Linked DNA regions of Mus musculus: all the other regions are linked to region 3. A link is a contact called in public HiChIP or PLAC-seq data. All regions are on one chromosome and are shown on one strand. The core of a region is the stretch at or near the end of the contact, and the rest is flanking DNA. Distances in the headings are between cores, read along the strand shown.

Region 1 (2,700 bases), core at 130-2,629, 470 kb after region 3:
TTGGGGAATATATTTTGGTATCTCAAACTTAAATATGATAATTTGTGTTAAAGAAATTGAAAGAAAACACAATTATTTGTATAAATACATTCTTAAAATACAACAGAAGTACTCATGTCAACTATAATCCTCGCTTCTGTAACTGGTCATGTGGCTTAGATGGTATTTATAACTACCTTCCTCTACTACCCATTCTCTATTTCCTTCATCCTCTGCATGCAGGTCTTGGATCTTTTCCTGGGGAAGTGAGCCACACCTTCATTCCTGATGGGTCTGTGCCCTTTGTCATCCTGCTTGGGTCAGGCTGTTGCAGTTGCCCATTGACTTTACTCACAGGACACTAGCACTGAGATGCCCTAAAGGATCTCCTACACTCACGACATCATCTTTCTTACCTCTTGAGCCAGGCGGCCAAAGTTCAAATCACCCTCAGCACCATTGACTTCCATGTTCCTACTAGGATGGCTAATTAAGCCACACTGAAAGCACTCTACTGCTTTCCTAATCCAATGTCCCCAAGTCCACATTCCTTCAAACAAAAACACGGTCAGGCCTATTATAGCAATACCCCAGTCCCTGGTACCAACTTCTGTCTTACGGTTTTATTGCTATGAAGAGACATCATGACCAAGGGGACTCTTTTTTTGCTTTGTTTTTGGATTTTTGTTTTTTGAGACAGGGTTTCTCTGTGTAGCCCTGGCTGTCCTGGAACTCACTCTGTAGACCAGGCTGGCCTTGAACTCAGAAATCCACTTGTCTCTGCCTCCCAAGTGCTGGGATTAAAGGCTTGTCCTCTTTTTTTTTAAGGCTGTAGAAAGACTGAGAGATCGGTTGTATTTCAGACATGGTAGGCTGCAACAAGAAAAATAGGATCTGTGGACCAAAGGCATTTGTACTGATGTGACAGGCAGGCCATGATGATGTTATCAAAGGAATCCCAGTGGCTTAGTAAGAATGGAAGACTTGTTTTGTTTTGTACCACTGGCCCGAGTCTCTCTCTCTCTCTCTCTCTCTCTCTCTCTCTCTCTCTCTCTCTCTCTCTCTCTCTCTCTCCCTCTCCCTCTCTCTCTCTCCCTCTCTCTCTCTCTCCCTCCCTCTCCCTCTCTCTCTCCCACTCCCCCTCTCCCCCTCTCTCTCATTCTAGTAGAACATTCAGAGCTGATATGGCAGCTCAATAGTGTAGGTTGACCAGTTATCTCAGTTTATCTAAGCCTACAGCAGCTCCTGCTTAACAGGACTCTATGATAGAACAGAGAATGACCTGGGCAAAGCAGGATGGGTTGTTTTGCTTTTGGTGTCAGGCCCCTCCTATCTCTTCCCTGTCGCTGAGACCCAGACTTCCTCTAGATTCATCACCAATTTAGAGGAACTGCCATTCGCTCTCCGTGGACCATGTGGGCAATGTCTGACCACACTCTGATGAGTGACTAACTTACTAGCTTGCCACCAGATGCACGGCTTCTAAAGGCAGAGAAATGTCTGGGTTTAGAACTCTTCCTTGCTCCATAAATGTACCTCCCAAGACTCCATCACAGCAGCAGCTGGGGCCTCCTTACGTGCAGCCCTTTAAAAAAGTTCCTGAGCAATAGCTGGGCACGGAAGCACACACCTGTAGTGTCCACCCTGGGCAAGAAGTGAAACTCCTTTGCAACCGAATCAAAAGAAATTTGTTCCTAGGCAGCAGAACAATTGTGTCCCAGACCCATGGTGGTGCTAAAATGCTGATCAATACTGTGCCCTGGGTTGCCTAGGTTTGAAATACCCGGAGAAAAATTGTGTGTGTGTGTGTGTGTGTGTGTGTGTGCGTGTAAATTACTCCGAGGACCTTAACCGAATTTAAAGAGTCTTAATTAATGTATCTTTCTCAGTCTCTGAGTTTAAATGACAGCAAGAAGAGCCTCCTCTCAGCTCATTAAAACCATTACATGAATGGTTGATTTGAGACCTAGGAAGGGACAGCTCTTCCAGCCAGTTCTGGATTGTCTAGCAAAGTGGCATGTACCTTCAAAGCCACACTCCTGATGGGCCTCCTTTCTGGGAGCTCCATTTGCCACTGAGGCAGCATGGGCTTCTTGTCTTGTTAATCTCCCATGTTTCACACTTGCTCTGGGCCCTTCATCTCATTCTCTTGAATCTGTTGGGTTGGCCTGTGTTATGGGAACGCCAGGTGGGGAGACAGTCCTGGCTTGCTCATTACTGATGTCCGTGAGTACAATGGCAGGGGTATAGTAAGAACGTGACTGAAGATTTAAACTTGAGGTATATTATCCAAACTGTCTCCTCAGTTGTCTGGATCATGATGCTTTAATACCAACATGAGCAAACAGTGGCCAATAATTTCAAAGTTCTTAGGCTGCTTTTCAGATATTCTTTAGCACCACTCTATTGTAAACAATGCTGGGACACACCAACTTGAACCAAATGGAGTTCACTGGATGCTCAGGGACGCACCTTAGAGAGGGACGTGCATAGGTCAGTCACGATTTGTATGACTACACAGGCATAATCAATTAGCACTCTTCCATTTCATGTTCTGACACAGAGGAAATAGTATTTCCATAGCATAGTAAGGTGGGTGGAGTAGGGGATCCTTTGGCTTCTAGTGCCTATTCCTAGAGCTGAGAATGCTGGGAAATGCCAGGAAGAAGACTACAGCAACCCAGGTCTTCCCAAGTCACTGTCTCAGTGTGCATCACTTTA
Region 2 (2,700 bases), core at 110-2,609, 390 kb after region 3:
ATTTCTCTTTGTGCTACTAGGTTAATATGAGTAGTATGTAGGCTTGCCCTTTGATGTCTGGGGTCTGAGGCTGCAAACCAAGGTGGAAACATACCTAGGTCATGCAAAGAGTAAGTAATGGGGAGGCTAAGACCTATGGCATCATTTGCCATGGACCTGAAGATCATAGACGTGATCTGAACTACAAGCCTGGGTGCGGCTGAGACTGTAGACAGGAAAAGCTCCCTCGTTCCCTCTGTGGGTAGGTACAGGTGTCACTGGCAGTGGGGTCCCTGACCACCAGATTCCTGGAATTGTCAGACCTGCCTGGGAATTGGTGAGCTCCTGTTAGATATGTGCAAGTGAGGCTGGAATTTTAGAGTGCAGCTACATCCCACAGCCTCAAGGTTGTAAGGTGAGGAGATCTGCTCCCATGTATATGGCTATGCTACTTCTGAGCCTGAAGTGGTAGAATTCTGATGGCGCTGCCTTCCACCTAATGTGGGCACGAGACCCAAGGTTTCTGACAAGGCAAGAGTCCTGCTGATTATGGGAGGCCCAAGTCAGGTGTCCACTCCCTTTAGAGTCCTGTTTACACAAGCTAGTTCTTCAGACATAAAGCTATGTTACAATTGCAGTTGCAGTCACTGGCTTACAAGAGGAGGAGGTCTGCTGCCATTTTCTGTTCTTTTTCCCAGGGTAGTACCAGGCTTGGTGAAGGGCAGGGGACATACAACAGGTGCTCCCCCTCATTGTTCAGAATTCTAGACAATTTTTTTTCTTCTAATTTCAAGAGTTCTGCAAAATATAAGGTTTTTCCCTTTGCTCTGTGGTGGGCACACATACACTACCACTGCCATCCTCTGGTTGTTTTGCTTATTAATGTAAACAGCAATATTAGAGTTTCTTGAATATTTGAAGGAACTCAAGTGTAGGTACTATCATTTGTTAATTGTGTTTCCAGCTCCAAGAACCTTTGCCTCTGCAATTCCTGACTTGGAATATTTTCTAGATTTTTCTACTGATTTTTCTACCAGTTCACAGTAAATGGTTAACAAATCTGACCCTTCACCCAGAACCCATCAGGAAGACTCTTCAGAGTTACCCGGGCTTTCAAACAGAAGTGCAAGTAGATTGGGCATCCTCTTTTAAGTCAGTTGCTTGAAGAAGTATTTAATACCCCATGCCTGCAGGAGCCTGGCTCTTTTAAGAGAACAGCAAGCCAATTTGTAGACTTTACCTGGATTGCCTAAGGGCACCTAGGAAGATCTTTTAAAGAAACAGGATTTGTCTTTGTTGAACAGCCTCCAAAGACAGGCTAGTGCATCTGGAGGCAGCCAGTGGAAAGGCAGGCAGGACTCTGCCAGTCCATTCTGGAACTCCAAGTCTGGTTCCTGCCTGGTTATGGAACAGCAGCCAAGGTCAGAACCAGAACTGACTGTAGTGTGAGTTCATTAGGGCCTGATTCCCTTAGCACACGTTTCTTCTTTATATACTTCCTGAATAGCTTTAATTGTTCCCTAAATACTCAAGAAATAGACTGGAAGTGCTGAGCACTCAGTGCTGCGAGAGAGACCAGAGCTGTTTTGCTCATCACTGCATACAATTAGGACAATTACATCATTTCTATAATCAAACTAGCAGCCATCACCCTCAGCTGCTCTCAGATAGGCTGGCATGCCTCCAAATAGTTGATTGTCCCTGAGGACACAGAGTCTGTGGTCAGTTTGGATGGAATCTGGCCAGCTGTGTGATCAGTACCTAGTGGTCTTAGCTTCTGATACCTCCTCCATACAGAACAACATCCAAGACAACCTATATGGTTTGGTGTTCCCAGAGGACATACAGAACATATGTAGGTCCTGTCTAGGTGGTCCGTGCATGGCCAGCTTAGTGCTATGGGATAGTAGTGGACCCTGGTCCTATACCAGACCTTAAAATAAGTGACCCAGGTGTGCCTTTCCCCAAACACAGGTTGTGTGAGACTAGCTGGGTAATGGGATAGCCTGTTGCTGGTTCCTCTACTAATTAATTGCCCTCTCTCTAACTTGGGAACTTAGGTCCACGCTGGGGCTAGACTCATTACTGATCACTTGCTCTTGTAGTGCCGTTTCCAGAGAGCACCAAGCTATACTGATATTTTAAGAGAAAAGCTATGTCTCCTCCAGGCAAAGCAGGCCTGAGTTCTTCCTGGCAAGTGTGACACAAAGCACCTTCAAATCATTCCACACAACTACAGTGATCAACAACGGTTGCTGGGCCTGGCTGGGCCAAGCTATGCCAGTTGTCTCCAAACTGGGAAAATCTGGAATCTGTAGACCAAGCTTCTTTGCTAGCCAGTTCCTTGAGCTTTGGACCTCAGAGCTCCCAAGTACCCATGTGCTAGTGCTGACACCTGCTTACACCGTCTCAAGCTGAGAGACTAGAGCTCTTACCAGCTGGCCAGCACCTATCCCTCCTCCCCATTCCTTTCCACCCCACTGTCCCATCCGAAGGTTCCTTACCAAGCAGCACAGCGAAGAAATAACATGGAGTTTGCAGCAAGTCCCCAGGAAAACTGTGGCATTATCAGGCATTTCTGTAGATGACATGCATTCAGGTCATTTTCACTGTCAAAAACAAGTTTGCAGAAGCCAGGCACAGTGATGCATGCTTGTAATCTCATCATTTGAGAGGTTAGGCAAAAGGACCAGCCTGAGCTATGCAGTGAGCCCTTGTGTT
Region 3 (2,700 bases), core at 10-2,509:
CCTCCTTATCAGAGAGGACTTGTTAGATGCTTTGCCTTTTATCAAATGTCCTCATGTGGGCACAAAAGCAGCCCTGACAGCTCAGTGTTTGTGGCCCTGGTGCAGGTTTCTGACGTAGGGAAAGTGAAGTCTTCCAGCTGCGAGGGATATTGTTGTTCTGGTTTATCATTCGATCACATAGTCTCTCTCTCTCTCTCTCTCTCTCTCTCTCTCTCTCTCTCTCTCTCTCACTCTCTCTCTCTCTCTTCCTCCCTCCCTCCCTCCCTCTCTCCCTCCCTCCCTCTCTCCCTCTTATTAGTAGTCAATTTAGCACTATTTAAACAACCCGCAAAGTGACACTCAAACGAAATCATTTAGTTTAGCTTTAAAATAACGCGTAAATTCCACTTTAGCAATGGACCATTTCACTTAGATTCAAACTTCCAGGGGCACTTACTCAAGCGTACCTTGTAAAAATCCCTATCTGGTAAACATAACTTCAATATCGTTCATATTTATTCAACAAGTTTAACGCGACAAGCACACTGGTGTTGGTTTTTTAATCTGCTCCATTTCAATCTGAAAGCAAGTGCTCATTCAGACGCTAACCAAGCTCACTCGGGACTTCACAGGGTTTACAGACAGGGGTGCGAATCGCCGCCACTTTCCACTCTAGATACAGAAGCTCATGGACCGCGGGCTCCCAGTGGCAGCCTCGGGGAGTTTCTGGCTGAGGCCGAACCCGGCTAGCAGCGTTGGGGAGAGTGCTTGGGGGAGGGCCCACCTTTTGGGGAGACCAGTAGATCCAATGGGTCTATGGAAGCCACTGGGACCTTGCGGTCCCGCACACCTGCACCGGGAGCGGGAAAAACCTCGCTCGCCTGCCTCCCTCCCAGAGCGCGCAGTTATCCCGCGGGCCCCAGATATGCTCCCCAAGTAGAATATTCAGGTCCCTACAGACCCGCACGCAGAGAGCTGACAATTCCCGCGACAGGCAACCTAAGCGGTCCCGCTTCATCTCCCTAGCGGGACTCGACGGTCGGGGATAGAGAGAGGGCTCCGAGGGTGCTCACTCTTGACTGTTCCCTTCTCCCCGCAGAGCGGGCCGCTTAGAATTGGGGTGTGGGTGGCTCCAGACGCCGCCACTCGAGCGGCAGTGGCTCCAGCCTCCTCCCCCGCCGCTGGGGGCGGGAAGTGGCTGTGGGAGTCACCCGGGCGTGACTGCCCCCGAGGCCCCTCCTGCCGCGACAAGGGCGCTCCATAAAAGCCTGTGGGCGACCCGCTCTCCGCATCCCACCGGTGGATCTCTTCTCTCACAGAGGCACCCAGAGCAGAGCACCCGCCGCTCAGCGACGACTGCCCGCCCGCCACGGTGAGTGCCAGGATCAACTGGGACAGGGGCGCGGGCTCCCAGACGCCAGTGAACTTGCCCCGCAGCCGGTCCCCTGAGCTTGCTCTGCCAGCTTGACACCCAGCTCTTTGGGGCGCCTAAATTTCACTTGCTGGACTCAGGTTCTACTGTCCACCTGCCCTTCCCCGGGACCCTCCAATCTGGGCGCCCCGCCTCCGTGCCTCTTATCTTTTGAGGGTAGGGAGAAGAACCTGGGAACACCTATCCCAGGGCAGCGGTGGGGTTTTGTTTGGTTGTTTGTTTGTTTGGTTGGTTGGTTGGTTACAACCAGGAACCCAGATTGCATGTGTGCTCCTAGTGGGAGATTCCCCCAAGTATTGTCTCTAGCACGGTGAGCTCTGTTGCCTCCAAAATCCGAACTGAGCCTCTGGGTATCCGACTGTCACAGCGCTTGTAGCCACACAAATCAAAAGCAACCCAGAAGAAAAGTTTTCTCCTCCAAGGGTGATTTAGGAACGAGAGGAGAAAAGTGGTCATTCTTTAAGATAGAGGGCAGAACTTCCAATTCTGTTCTGAAAAGGGGACCTCTGCCTCTCACCAGGAGAATCGGAGGAAGTTTTCTGAAATATGTGGACGGGGCAGAAGATCCAGGTCGGGGCAAGTGGTCTTCTAAAGATTTGGAAGTGGCGCCTGCCCAGTCTGGGCTTTTATTCTAGGGTCTGGGATGGGATTAGATGAGGGTCTAGAGTGATAGCTGGAATTGGGACAAAGACGAGCAATCTCAGCATCTCCAAGTCTGAGCCTTCTGTATCCACAGATGCTAGGTAACAAGCGAATGGGGCTGTGTGGACTGACCCTCGCTCTATCTCTGCTCGTGTGTTTGGGCATTCTGGCTGAGGGGTACCCCTCCAAGCCGGACAATCCGGGCGAGGACGCGCCAGCAGAGGACATGGCCAGATACTACTCCGCTCTGCGACACTACATCAATCTCATCACCAGACAGAGGTGGGTGCATACGCGGCTGGTACCTAGAGCCGGGAAAACTTGCGGTTCTGGAGATCTTGGACATCAGGGATCATTTCTTTCTCCTTGTTCATAGGGCAGGATCAGACATAAATTCAGCTCTAGATAAATATGTGAGCTGGGTACACACTCCACAAACTGGATACATTGTCTTTGTCACTAGACTTTCTCTCCAAGACCCAAGCCCAAGGTTCAGTGCCTCTAGGCTGTCCTCTGTCTGCCACTTACCTTTCCTGCCTTTTTTGCTTACATCAGTTGGAGATTTACCCAGCACATATCTCGGGGGAAAGGCCTGCATTGGGCAGGGGTGCAGAAGTGTAAAGGTGTAGGGAGAAGAGGAACCCTGA
Region 4 (2,700 bases), core at 162-2,661, 340 kb after region 3:
TATTTCTTGAATGTGTTGATACTTGCCACCCTCTTCTGGTTTCATTTATTATGTTTTAACTTGTATTCTGCATACTTAGAAATTTTTTAACTTAGTGTTATTGCAAGTAGTGAATTAAAACTTAACTCCTTTAGGATAAGGAATTTTTAAAATATTTACTATAAAAATGATATTCCTGGACAACTACCTCAAAATCATCCACAATAGCATACATTCGAGACATTATATCTGGAACCATTTCTCATTCTTTTTCCCTTCCTTTAGTTTATCTTTTATAGACTAAATCCTCAATTGGTAATATGCAAATTCCTACTAGTGATGGAAGTCGCTGATATTTTTCTCGTAGGTATTTTAGCATACCTTTTGAACATGTCCAAAGTATATCATACTGCTAATATACCAACATAATAAAAATTAGAGTCTTTAATCAGTCAGATTTTTTTTTTTGGTACCTTATAGATAGGGATTAGTGGTAAAGACAGAAGAGGATGATGACCCTGCTGATAGGAAATTTGTCACCTCCCTCTGCCAGGTTTTGAAACCCAGGTTTGGTTTCCAGTGAACATAACACTTTAAAATAAAAATATGTGACTAAATTCTACTAGTCTCTTCAAATCTGAAAACCTGAATATGATATTATGATAATAAAATGATTTCATTTTACTTTTTCAAAAAGGACTATATATGTATTTGACATAATTCATGTTGGGAATTTAATAATGTGTCCTTAGAAACTTTTAGTACTCTACAGTGATAATGAACTAATAAATTATTTTTAGCAACTTGTTCCACCAGTAGCTAATAATCACTGGGTGTTTTGACTCCTTACAGTCGCTCCTGGAGGCCCATGATATTGTGGCATCAAAGTGTTATGATTCGCCTCCTTCCAGCCCAGAAATGAATATTCCTTCTCTCAATAATCAATTGCCAGTAGATGCCATCCGTATTCTCGGTATTCACAAAAAAGCTGGAGAGCCATTGGTGAGTAGACAAGTGATTGCTGTCTTAATCTGAGTTGTAGCGCTGCCCAGGCTGCTCCTGATACACTGTGGGAACCACCCCTGCTCCTTCCATCAGTCTTGTTGGCCTTCATAGAAATACACAGCAGACAATCTGTCCATCTTGTAGCCTAGGAAATGTAATCAAAATGAAACCTTAAACTGACTTAGAAGCTATAAATAGACCAGTGGGAAACAGGAAAACAGTTTTATTTCTTCACAGCCTTTTAGAAATTGTCTGTTTGTTTAGTAATAATAACACCAAACCAAGAAATTTGTTTTTAAATTTTAAAGTATATAAATTTAATAAACTTAAATATATCTAAATTTTAAAATTTAAAGCATATACGTAAGTTATACTGAAGTATTAAAAAGTACAAAGTAGTGAAGTTAATTACTTCCTCTTAAACTTTTTACTTGTGGTTCCTAAAAAGAGTGATGTGGCAACCAGGACAAGTCAGCACGTTCTACTGCTCCCTTTGTCTGTGGAATACAACTAGATTTTAAGGGCTAACCCTTAAAATGGCTGGTCTCTGAGATCACAACTGCACTTTATTGAGATTGGACAGGAAAAGACATGGGAACAGAGTTCACCAGCCTGGTTTCAGAATTATTTTGCTTGTATTCGTTGATGTTTGCATGTTTGTTTGTTTTTTCAATTTTCTATAGGGTGTAACATTTAGAGTTGAAAATAATGATCTGGTAATCGCCCGAATCCTTCATGGAGGAATGATAGATCGACAAGGTCTGCTTCACGTGGGAGATATCATTAAGGAAGTCAATGGTCATGAGGTTGGAAACAATCCAAAGGAATTACAAGAATTATTGAAAAATATTAGTGGAAGTGTCACCCTAAAAATTTTACCAAGTTACAGAGATACTATTACTCCTCAGCAGGTTAGTAATAATTTCCTAGATGATATTAAGAATATTTTTTTAGTCACTTACTTAGATAGGTGCTTAATTGTTACTATTTTGCTAAAGAGTTTGTCTTGGTAAAGTTTTTAATTTTTATGTAATGTTATATTAGTACTATAAAGGAAATAATAAGACATTTATTTTTGAACATTATGAACCCTGGTATTTGGGCAGCCTGCAGAGAGGTGTCAGAATAATCATAAAGCCTTTTTAAAAACTTACTGTTGTTGAAAACATTTTTCACATCACTTGTTTTTCAAACATTACGCTAGGGCCTTTGAGATGGTATAGTCTAGATTACCTCCAGATTAATGCTTTGAAATATGTTAAATGGCAGACAGTGTCTTATACGTTAGGTTAAAGATGATCTTGGACACTCAGTTTTCACTCATTTCACATTTATTTTGGGTAAAATGAATAAATGAACAGGAAAATGTGCTAATGATAGAGATTTTTCTATCTCTTGTAATGATCATGATATAATCCTAGTTCTTGGGAGATTGAAACAGAAGGACCCCAAATTTGAACCTTAGCCTGGGATATGTACTGAAACCCCCTTCCCCCTCATTGAACATTAGCCTGGGATACATACTAAGACCCCTCCCCACCCCATAAAAGAAAAGATGGAGATGGATAGCATTCTGGGTTTGAGCTATTCCTTAGAAGATAGGACATACTACTTAATCATGATTCTCTTCTACAGATAAATTAGATCTAAGAAAATAGTAAACATTGTTTGAAGTAAAGGTAGATTTTACTGTTTTAGTTTCATTCTTGTTGCTAT
Region 5 (2,700 bases), core at 181-2,680, 300 kb before region 3:
CTAGGAATTTCATAAATTCATTGTTTTTAATTGCTGAGTAGCACTCCATTGTGTAAATGTACCACATTTTCTGTATCCATTTCTTTGTTGAGGGACATCTGGGTTCTTTCCAGCTTCTGGCTATTATAAATAAGTCTGCTATGAACATAGTGGAACATGTGTCCTTATTACATGTTGGAACATCTTCTGGGTATATGCCCAGGAGAGGTATTGCTGGATATTCCTGTAGTACTATGTCCAATTTTCTGAGGAACCGCCAGACTGATTTCCAGAGTGGTTGTACCAGCTTGCAGTCCCACCAGAAATGGAGGAGTGTTCCTCTTTCTCCACATTCTTGCCAGCAACTGCTGTACCTGAATTTTTGATCTTGGCCATTCTGACTGGTGTGAGGTGGAATCTCAGGGTTGTTTTGATTTCCATTTCTCTGATGTAATCATTTCCATTACATCAGGATGTTGAACATTTTTTTTTCAGGTGCTTCTCAGCCATTTGGTATTCCTCAGTTGAGAATTCTTTGCTTAGCTCTGTGCCCCATTTTTAATAGGGTTATTTGTTTTTCTGGAGTCCATCTTCTTGAGTTCTTTGTATATATTGGATATTAGTCCCCTGCAACATTCTTTTAATAAGGGTTCAACCTCTCCTCTAGCCCACCACCCAGCAGAGGTAGTGGAAGAAAAAGTTATTAGGAAAGTGGGTAATTGGACCTATTCAGCAGTAGTTCTTTGGGGACAAGCTGGATTTTCTTTGGTAGCAGTTCAGTCCTGTTGAGTCATGACTCAGCAGCTGCAGACCAGTTGTCTAGGTAGGCAGACACCAGGCATGAACCAGCAGCTGCAGTCCAATCCTTTCAGCAAGCAAGCACCAGGCAGCTCAAGTTCAACCTGAACAAACTGCCAGGCTTTCCAACCAGCCTAGGGTGAGGCTGCAGAGGCAACAAGCTGCTGCAGGAACCTCACGAGCAGTTCTTGGGAGAGTTTCTCTCAATGGTAGCATTATCACAGGTTAAGCTCAACAATACAATGTAAGGCAAACCAATTCATGTGGGTCGTTATCAAAGAATAGCAAGGCACAGCAAACCAAGCCAAAGCTCAGGGCTCATCCCCCACTGTCCGTGGGGTCATATTTGTACACCTTCATCAAGAGTCCTTTCATGTGTCTGCTATATCCAAACATCCTTTTACCTGTCTGCTTCAGGAAAACAGCCTTTCATGTGTCTGCTTTAGCAAGACATCCTTTCACCTGTGTGCCTCAGCAAAACATTATTTGACATAAACTGAACTTTCCAAAGAGCTAGACATTTCCACTTCATGAAAGTTCTTGGGATTTGGGCACAAGGTGAAGAAATCTCTTTCCCAAGTAGTTTGGTGTTAGAGAGTACAAGTGGTGGAGACAAGAACAAACACTGGGGGCCTCTGTTGCTCTACAGAAAAGAATTCTGGACAGTAAGCTCACAGCATCGGTAGAGGGTGAAAAGAGCCACATGATTTTTGCCCAGCTCTTCTGCAGTTGAGTGTTTCTGGCTTTAGAGATACTGGCTGGCCAGGAAGGCATTTTCTTGAAGTCATAGACTGGTGCTTTTGCATACCTGCCTGAGGAATCCTCAGTCTCCCTTTCCAGTCTCTCTTCCTCCTTCTTGCTTGTTGCCATGATTAGTTACTTTAGAGAAAATTGCTGCAGAATTATATTTTTGGTTACAACAGGTATTTTGGGGGATGTAAACTATTTGTTAAAAAACTCCATGCTGAGATATGTCTCAGTTGCTACCACCAAGCTCTCATAACTCCCCAGGTACTGTGCAGGTTAATGCTTTGATATTTATTTGCCTTTTCTGACTTGAGCATCCTGATTCATTTTTATCTGATAGTGGCTCCATTTCTGGCCATCAGCTGGTAACTTCATCTCACAAGCGCTATGATGAACGGCACATAAGAAGTGCAGGCGCGGTCTTGGTCACGATGCTGGTACTTGCCTGAGTCACCGCTTGCATCATCAGCTGCAATCTGATTGTGATTCATAAAATCTTATTTCCACTGCATCTTTTCTAACCCCTGCCTACGCTTTGGCTATGGTGATAAATATGGAATGGCACTTGGTTTTAGGAGAAAACCTAGGTAATATCCTGTGAGCTGCTATGAAATGTTCTAAAAACTTTAAACAATAATCTTTATCTGCATTAATTAATCCCATTTCGCCCTGTTGTTTTTTTTTTTTTTTTTTTTTTTTTTTAGCTTGTTTAAGGTTATGCTTGGAGGGTTTATCAAATTGGTTACTAAGTAGTGATCTGAACAAATTAAGTAGTGATCTGAACAAAATTTCACTGAATTTTTGCAAATTGGGAAAAGATGTGGTTTATAACATGGCAATCTGAACCTGGTGGCCATCGATAGCTTTTATCAGTTAGTAACTTCAGGCCCTGATACAATCATTGATTTTAAAGTGTACTTTGGAGACTTGAGATATGTTCAGTGATCATTTACCTACGATGGTCAAAGAACTGGGTTTGATGAAAAAGTCTTTATTCCTTCTGTATCTCCTTTTTGCTTTTTGGACTTTGTTTGATTTTCTACTTTTCCTCTTTTCTTTTCTTTTCTTTTCTTTTCATTTCTTCTCTTTTCTTTTCTTTTCTTCTCTTCTCTTCTCTTCTCTTTTCTTTTCTTTTCTTTTCTTTTCTTTTCTTTTCTTTTCTTTTCTTTTCTTTTC

What was found. HiChIP or PLAC-seq counts read pairs in DNA pulled down with a chosen protein or histone mark.
Region 1: a contact with region 3 is called in an H3K4me3 HiChIP or PLAC-seq map of bone marrow-derived macrophages, with 4 times the contacts expected there. The contact joins the enhancer-like site here to the promoter of Npy in region 3. A contact is called at or near these places in 9 of 39 promoter capture datasets (embryonic stem cells, epiblast stem cells, hippocampal neurons and 2 more), 10 of 484 Hi-C or Micro-C datasets (adipose-derived mesenchymal stem cells, bone marrow-derived macrophages, embryonic stem cells and 2 more), 5 of 115 datasets of contacts at active chromatin or transcription factors (SST interneurons, bone marrow-derived macrophages, embryonic forebrain and 1 more) and 1 of 9 other capture datasets (embryonic stem cells).
Region 2: an H3K4me3 HiChIP or PLAC-seq map of bone marrow-derived macrophages shows a contact between it and region 3, with 2.3 times the contacts expected there. The contact joins the enhancer-like site here to the promoter of Npy in region 3. A contact is called at or near these places in 3 of 39 promoter capture datasets (embryonic stem cells, liver and stem cell-derived epiblast-like cells) and 3 of 115 datasets of contacts at active chromatin or transcription factors (bone marrow-derived macrophages and embryonic stem cells).
Region 4: an H3K4me3 HiChIP or PLAC-seq map of bone marrow-derived macrophages shows a contact between it and region 3, with 3 times the contacts expected there. The contact joins the enhancer-like site here to the promoter of Npy in region 3. A contact is called at or near these places in 3 of 484 Hi-C or Micro-C datasets (cerebral cortex, granulocyte-monocyte progenitors and myocytes), 1 of 115 datasets of contacts at active chromatin or transcription factors (bone marrow-derived macrophages) and 1 of 9 other capture datasets (adipose tissue).
Region 5: an H3K27ac HiChIP or PLAC-seq map of SST interneurons shows a contact between it and region 3, with 7 times the contacts expected there. The contact joins the enhancer-like site here to the promoter of Npy in region 3. A contact is called at or near these places in 14 of 39 promoter capture datasets (the HPC-7 cell line, HPC-7-derived erythroid cells, cranial neural crest and 8 more), 10 of 484 Hi-C or Micro-C datasets (LSK cells, adipose-derived mesenchymal stem cells, cerebral cortex and 3 more), 11 of 115 datasets of contacts at active chromatin or transcription factors (SST interneurons, bone marrow-derived macrophages, embryonic forebrain and 4 more) and 1 of 9 other capture datasets (embryonic stem cells).

What each region holds. Positions count from the first base shown.
Region 1 is chr6:50,290,527-50,293,226 of GRCm38.p6, forward strand. No RefSeq gene overlaps it. Among named protein-coding and RNA genes, the nearest start is that of Gsdme, 30 kb to the left of the region's middle. Within about 2 kb of position 1,380, at least 43 of the 459 cell types and tissues checked have an H3K27ac peak or open chromatin away from gene starts, as enhancers often do. A contact at or near this core is called in bone marrow-derived macrophages, where this site is marked.
Region 2 is chr6:50,213,867-50,216,566 of GRCm38.p6, forward strand. It overlaps Gsdme (gasdermin E), which reads right to left. Exons shown (of 10, transcript NM_018769.4): 9 at 2,484-2,557. Among named protein-coding and RNA genes, the nearest start is that of Gsdme, 47 kb to the right of the region's middle. Within about 2 kb of position 1,360, at least 10 of the 459 cell types and tissues checked have an H3K27ac peak or open chromatin away from gene starts, as enhancers often do. A contact at or near this core is called in bone marrow-derived macrophages and liver, where this site is marked.
Region 3 is chr6:49,821,451-49,824,150 of GRCm38.p6, forward strand. Npy (neuropeptide Y) reads left to right here and starts at 1,260. Exons shown (of 4, transcript NM_023456.3): 1 at 1,260-1,351; 2 at 2,148-2,335. The coding sequence starts at 2,148.
Region 4 is chr6:50,161,755-50,164,454 of GRCm38.p6, forward strand. It overlaps Mpp6 (membrane protein, palmitoylated 6 (MAGUK p55 subfamily member 6)), which reads left to right. Exons shown (of 13, transcript NM_019939.2): 5 at 832-981; 6 at 1,668-1,895. Among named protein-coding and RNA genes, the nearest start is that of Mpp6, 53 kb to the left of the region's middle. Within about 2 kb of position 1,412, at least 20 of the 459 cell types and tissues checked have an H3K27ac peak or open chromatin away from gene starts, as enhancers often do. A contact at or near this core is called in bone marrow-derived macrophages and granulocyte-monocyte progenitors, where this site is marked.
Region 5 is chr6:49,521,936-49,524,635 of GRCm38.p6, forward strand. No RefSeq gene overlaps it. Among named protein-coding and RNA genes, the nearest start is that of Gm31226, 110 kb to the right of the region's middle. Within about 2 kb of position 1,431, at least 11 of the 459 cell types and tissues checked have an H3K27ac peak or open chromatin away from gene starts, as enhancers often do. A contact at or near this core is called in SST interneurons, where this site is marked.